Linked DNA regions of Mus musculus: region 1 is linked to region 2. The links are chromatin contacts, called in public HiChIP or PLAC-seq maps. All regions are on one chromosome and are shown on one strand. The core of a region is the stretch at or near the end of the contact, and the rest is flanking DNA. Distances in the headings are between cores, read along the strand shown. Region 1 overlaps Atxn7l1 (ataxin 7-like 1). Region 2 overlaps Cdhr3 (cadherin-related family member 3).

Region 1 (3,245 bases), core at 114-2,613, 150 kb before region 2:
CTCACAAACACATCCCAAACACCCTGAATTCCTGCCAAAAAACACCTACAGCCAGTGAGACTCTCATAACAGGCAATGTGAGAGAATAGAAAACTCCTATCAGGGGCCCCAATTCAAGGCTGAATGTCCAGTATGCATAGCACAGCTTTAGTCTAAAACAAATGAACCTTCTCGCCATCTACCAACTTCACGGTAATTAAGGAAAGGCGTCTTCAAAGGGTTGGCCAGTCTTGGGTAAGTTTTGAAATCAAAGCTTACGTTCAGGCTGCGTAGGAGGCCAGCAAAGGCTCAGGGTAAAGCTTCAGGAAAAACCTTTAACTCTAGGGAAAGGAAATACTTCAACCCAGAAGAGAGCCAGAACTACCTGGGGCTGCGAAGCATTGGAGCTAGGAAGACCGCCAGGACTTATCCCTTACTGCTGAACTCTACCTGGGAGAGAGAAACCTCTGCACTGAGTTTAACCTGTCCTTGAAATGTCAGGATCCCTTATTTTTGAGGAAAGAATACTGGTCAGCAGGAGAGGCTCAAAGTGGTCTGAAGATGGCCCCGCCTCACGAATGTGTTATTGGTTTTAAGCAGTTTTCTGCATTGGGGTTAGCTTTTGGTTTATTTATTTATACTCTAATCTTATTTTATCTGTACTGTTTTGCCTACAAGTATGTAGGCATGTTGATCTATATATGTGCCCAGTGTCTGTGGATGCCAGAAGAGCATATCCAACCCACTAGAACTGAAGGTAAAAATGGATGTGAGCTACCATGTGGGGGCTGGGAACTGACCCTGACTCCTCTGGAAGAGCAGGGTGCTTAACAGCCAAGCTACCTCTCTAATCTCTGGGTTAACATTTAAAAAAAAACTATATACGTTTTATGTTCAACAATCTTAAAAATGGATGTTTACATCGTAAAAATATGATTTAAAATGAAAGAAAAGCAAACCCCACTGATGTGTTCTTGCATTCCATAAGAAGTGTGTTTCCCAGTCAGATGTCCTCCGTTCGTGTAAATCTGATGACTGAAGGTCACAGGAGCTGAAGCTTTTCAAACTGATATTTGAGAAAATTCTCACAATGTGCACACTGTCAGGTATTGGGAGACAAGTGAGTGACAATGGAATGTCTGCAGGGAGCAGGGCTGCTGGAGAGAAGGAAGGGCACAGAGGGAAGCAGGGAATGAGACCCTGGGAGTGGAAGAAGATGCAAAATACTGGAGAGGAGCTGTAGCTGGCCACGTAAAGAAGCCAGGATGTAGAAGGAAAGACAGAACATCCCCAGCCATAAAAAGACCAGGCATTCTGACATCTCCCTTCCCTTTGGGCATCTCCCTTCTGCTGGGCTGCAGATGTTACAGACTAACACGTTCCAACCCCCTCTTCCCGTGACGGGGGAGGGCTTGGAAGACAGGGCCACAATAGAACAACATAGCATATTCCCTGCTTCAGGGAATTCTTGACCTGGCAGTGGAAGTCTGGGGTTCTAAACACAGTACAGTGGGTGGCTTGAGATGACTCAGGTTATAGGCAGAAGGATAGACTGCTTATAGGCAGAGGCCCCAGAGACAGAAGGATCTGCGTTCAAACGGTTCAACCTCTTGTCTTCAGTTTCCTTAATCATGAAACCTCTGAGCATTAAGTGAGCTTGTTCTTGGCATACCTAGGGCAAGCTGGCTTCAAGTTAAGTGCTCAGTAGAGTTCACTGTGATTATTGCTACCATCCTTCTAGCACTTTTATTAACAGCTACTTGGAACATCTTATTTTTCCCCCTGCATAATTAATCCTTGACTTTGGTGGATGCCAGAAATGTGGTTTTGCTCTGTGGTGACATTGCACGTACTCAAAATTTGTAAGCCCCAGACACCCTCCAGTGACATTGCTGTAGAGTTCATTGACTCAGCACCATCAGCCCACAGCGCTGTCCCACGGAAGCCACTGAGCCCTTGCTGGCATATGAGCTGTTCACAGCAAAATTCTCATGCCTCGGGGATGGTACCGCTGCTTTGCAACACAGCATTCCCTCTTTCCAAACCCATAATGTCTAGAGCAAAAAGTCCATGGTAGCCATGGGGCCCGGGGAATCATGCTTCTCGGGAAAGCATCTACAAGTGTACTAGCTGAAGACTGGGGATGGCCACCTTTGGATTTTTGTTTTTCTCTCTGAGTGGTGGTGGCAGTACTGGTAACATTGATGTTGGTGGTGAGGGCTCCTGTTGGACTTGTCCCCTTTATGCCATCACTTCTCAAGAGCAGGGGGAAAGGTGTCTGGGGTAGTGGATGAATCCAAAAAGCAGCTGGTAGCTGGGGTGTAGAGGTAGCGCACTGACCATACTAATGGGTTTGGTGTTGAGAGATTCATGCTTTGCAGGCGATAAAACCTCCTAGCTAAAACAAGTTGACAACATCTCTACTAGACACCACACACTATCAAATAAACAGCCCAGTCTAGGAATGGGTTACATCTTTTGAAGTTGTTGACCAGAAAGGTCCCATGGACCCCCAAACATTACAGGCTATTGCCGTCTCTGGGTTACCCTCTGGAACTAGATAGTAAAACCCTAAGGTTGAAGAAATCACATGCTTGAGTTGTAGAACAAGAAGAAACCAAGCTGGCTGACTTAGAAGTTCCATCCCTACTGGCTCTCTCCCTTAGTGCTGAAAGGAGCTGTGCAAGCTACTGAGGACAAAAGTCAGCACCAGCCTTACAAGAATGACTGTCTGGACAAGCCACGCCCACCGAGTAACAGTGTAACAGTGGCAAGGAGGTTATTCATATAACCAACCACCCTTTTATTTGGATCTAAGTTCTGACCCCTGGGATGAAACCCATACTTGACACCAATATCAGGCTCAAGAACTGTGCATTGACCCTAGGGAGAACCTACAACTATTATTCTGTTAAACAGGCACAGTTTTAAACTAACTCTAGTGACTTTCATTATACCCAATAATTGATGCATCTCTCAACCATCACCAGACAAGTTTCTCTTTGCAGTAGATGGCAATTAACACAGGGAGCCAAGGTGCAAAGAATAAGAGAATGGAATATTCAGCCCTCAGTGGAACGCCTAAATGACACCCCATCCTCCTAAGGCTCAGGGATCACTGTAGAAGAGAGAGTGAAAAGAGGGAAGGAGCCAAAGGTGTCAATGGTGACAATAAAACAGGGTTTTGCAGACACAACAGAGCTGATGCATCTATGAGCTCATAGGGAATCTGACAGCAAGCACAAGACATGTGCCAGTTCAAGCCA
Region 2 (3,158 bases), core at 613-3,112:
GCAACCACTGGGGAGAGAGGGAGAGGGATGGGAGATTTAGCGGGGAAGGGAATGGCATGGGCTTTTAAAACCTGAAAGCCCACCCCCAATGACACATCTCATTCAACAAGCCCACACCTCCTAATCCTTCCCAAACAATTCTACAAAGGAGGACCAAGCAATCAAACATAAGAGCTTATGGGGGCCATTCTCACTCAAACGAGCACTCACATCTTACTCTCTTCTGCTTTCTCTTACTGAGCTTGATAGACTCATTGGGAAGAAATAAAACTTGATAACTTCCCTTATCTCTTCTCTGATACCCCCATGACAAACCTTGTTATGATCTAAGACACATACTTTTGGTAAATATGTATCATGGGGAGGGGTAGCCATCAGTGCAGCTAAAGGAAGATCTTTGATTTGCACTCAATATCTTAGTGCTTCTACTTTCAGGTTAGTCTACTAATGGAACGAAGAATTAACCCTGGGACTCCAAGGTCTTACCATCTAAAAGAAGCACCCTAGGGTACCTGGGTAATGCCACTCATAGATGGCCTTTAAACTATGCCACATTGATAAATAAATAAACCCTCGTGACATAAAATGTGGGGCTTTTTAGATGGTCTAGTAGTTGAAACACATGAGATTCTCACTTCTTCTCTTCAGCATCCAAGAGCTATGGGGAAGTGGATAGATGGTACCTATAAGGGAAACCCACGTTGAAAAGACTGCTGCTCCCTAAATAGTTTCTTGCTAGCATGCTGAAGACCTTGTTTTTGCCACTTTGTGTGTGTGTATGGGGGGTATCATATAGTGAAAAGCTGCCCATGGACTGGGGACAGGCACCTTAGACAGAGTTCAGATCTATCTGAGGGATGGCACACAATACCGATCATGGAGGGTGGGGCTTAGGGAAGACCTGGCTTTGGTTTTGTTGGTTTTGTGAGGGGCAAGGTAGGTAGCTGCAGGGCAGTATGTGGCAGGGTTGCCAAGGCTCAAGGTAAGTGCTCCTGAGGGCCTACTTCTGATTCTGCCTGACAGCGATGCCCCAAGAGATGTGAATCTTAGTCTAAGTCACTTTGCATTTCAACTCTTGCTTTTACATAGCTTAGGTAGTATTTTTCTCAGGACTCTTTCTTAACCCATAAGTCTGGATTACTTGCCGGCCACCTGTGTTCCATGGCATTCAACACTCCTCCTAGCATAGCCATGTGTCTTCATTGTAACCTCTGTTGGTCAGTGGCAAGTTATGTAGACAGATGTACCTGCTTGGTTCACCATGGTGTCCCTAACATATGGCCCAGTGGATGTCGAATAAATCAATATTCTCAAAGCTTGCTTTGGGCAAGAAAAGCCAGGCATGGTGGTAAAAGCAGGAAAGGCAGACTTGGCTACATTTCAAGTTCAAGACTAGTCTGGGCTTAGCCTTGGTTTTTTTTTTTTTTTTTTTTTTTTTTTTTTTTTTTTTGTTGTTGTTGTTGTTGTTGTTGTCGTTTTTTTAAATAAATAAAATAAAACAAGTCTTTCCTGAGGAACTTAGCCTGTGAGGATGGGTAGCCTTGGCTGGGGAGAACCTTGGAATTGTGTTTGAAGCAGTCTCTTTGCCTTAGGAATCTATCCAGATGAACTCTGTCTTTGATGGAGAAGCCGTAGATCCAGGTAACCAAAAGACAATTCCACCTAAGGGGATTGCTTCGTGTGTTCTGGGCTAGAAGAGTCCGGAAGTGTGTCCAGTGTCCTTTTAAGTACTGGTCAGCACCTTGGCCACTCATCCAACGTGAGGCTGACCGTTTGGGGCTGTAACACAGCTGAGTTGGGTGCCCAGTGGAGCTGGGACAGACTTGTGGGCGTGGCTTGCCTGTCTGCCCGCCCTATACTTCAGCTCTTCCTTCCCACCTGTAGGCTTGCTCTCTAGGGTGTCATTTCCTCTCCCACTGCCTATTTACAAACTAGTATAAGAAACTAGTAAATTCGAGAAGTCATATTCTTTTCCCTGCTCACGGATTGATCCTCTCTCACCTACCCGATCCTTCCTGCACGCGTCTGGTGCTGTCTTATTAGTAGCAGAAGTGGCAAGTTTGGCTCCCCCACCCCCAGACCGGGGCCAAGAATTTGGTTGACATGATGAACATAAGGTAAAGCTGGCCTCCAGAGCTCTCATTGCCCCCACCCTCCCGAAATCAGCTCCAAATTTAGCTCCTTTACACACATCCCTCGGCTTACAAAGGCTCAATTATAGACGTGAATAAAGGGAAGGAAACCAAATTCAGGAGGCAAGTGTGTTGGCTCCCTGCCACCCTCATATGCAAACGGCGGCGGCGGCTTCAGTCCTCGGAAGGAGGATGGCTCCTCTCCAGTGAGAAGCTGCTGCTGTTGGAATTAAATTTCCCTCTATTATTAGGTACTTGTTACCATAATGTGCCCACATTAGCATAAGTGCTGGTGGGATCCTGAGCCGAGAGAGGCCACTTGTGCTGCTTTGCAGTGGCAGGAGCCCGGCTTGCCTCAAACCCAGGCTTACAAAGAGAAGCCAGGGAGAAGACTTTTGCAGTTCTTATGTGCCCGAGAGAAGAAAGAGGGAAGAAAGGAGCCAACTGGCCTAATGTGAACAAATGCATCAATTAGTGTCTGCTGGCTCCCACACAATTAAAATGGCAGCCCCTCCTCATCCCCCGAACAGTTTGTCTGTGTCTACACTCTCTGCCAGCCCGGTGGATTCAATGACCTCTGCACTTATTTAATGAATTCCTTTTCTTACGGTGGATACAAGAATCGTTTTAAAACAAAAATAAATCAGATCCTAATGGGTAACCCCACTAGAAATTGAACCTAATTTATTGGATGGTCACAAGGAATGAGGAAATTTCCATGGCCCTCTCATCTTGCTGAGCCTGCAAACCTTCCTATCCAGAGACGCCCCAAGTGTCTGGGCTGCACAGCTTGGCGGAGAGGCGGGCATGGAAAGGCTGTCTGGGCTCCTCACAAACTGCTTTTCACCTCGGGGTGGGGGGTGGGGTTACATCTCCCAGCCTTCCTCACCCCTCCCCAGTCATCAGCACAGAACAGAGGAGACGTGGGTGCAAACAGAATTGTTTAATTTTTTGTTTCCCATGATTGCTTTATTATCTGCCCTCTAGTGACCGGGGAAATATATGAATTCAACTCAAAAACTGGTG

What was found. HiChIP or PLAC-seq counts read pairs in DNA pulled down with a chosen protein or histone mark.
Region 1: a BATF HiChIP or PLAC-seq map of CD8 T cells shows a contact between it and region 2, with 7 read pairs. The contact joins two enhancer-like sites. A contact is called at or near these places in 5 of 39 promoter capture datasets (cranial neural crest, embryonic stem cells, liver and 2 more), 1 of 15 datasets of contacts at CTCF or cohesin (CD8 T cells), 3 of 484 Hi-C or Micro-C datasets (CD4 T cells, bone marrow-derived macrophages and embryonic fibroblasts), 4 of 115 datasets of contacts at active chromatin or transcription factors (CD8 T cells, bone marrow-derived macrophages, embryonic fibroblasts and 1 more) and 4 of 9 other capture datasets (adipose tissue, embryonic stem cells, liver and 1 more).

What each region holds. Positions count from the first base shown.
Region 1 is chr12:33,188,974-33,192,218 of GRCm38.p6, reverse strand. The region is part of intron 2 of Atxn7l1 (ataxin 7-like 1); the gene reads right to left. Among named protein-coding and RNA genes, the nearest start is that of F730043M19Rik, 43 kb to the right of the region's middle. Within about 2 kb of position 1,363, at least 28 of the 459 cell types and tissues checked have an H3K27ac peak or open chromatin away from gene starts, as enhancers often do. A contact at or near this core is called in CD8 T cells, where this site is marked.
Region 2 is chr12:33,035,030-33,038,187 of GRCm38.p6, reverse strand. It overlaps Cdhr3 (cadherin-related family member 3), which reads left to right. Exons shown (of 20, transcript NM_001024478.1): 18 at 1,593-1,641; 19 at 3,120-3,158. All of the region lies in intron 2 of Gm40874 (a long non-coding RNA gene), which reads right to left. Among named protein-coding and RNA genes, the nearest start is that of Gm40874, 41 kb to the right of the region's middle. Within about 2 kb of position 1,862, at least 89 of the 459 cell types and tissues checked have an H3K27ac peak or open chromatin away from gene starts, as enhancers often do. A contact at or near this core is called in CD8 T cells, where this site is marked.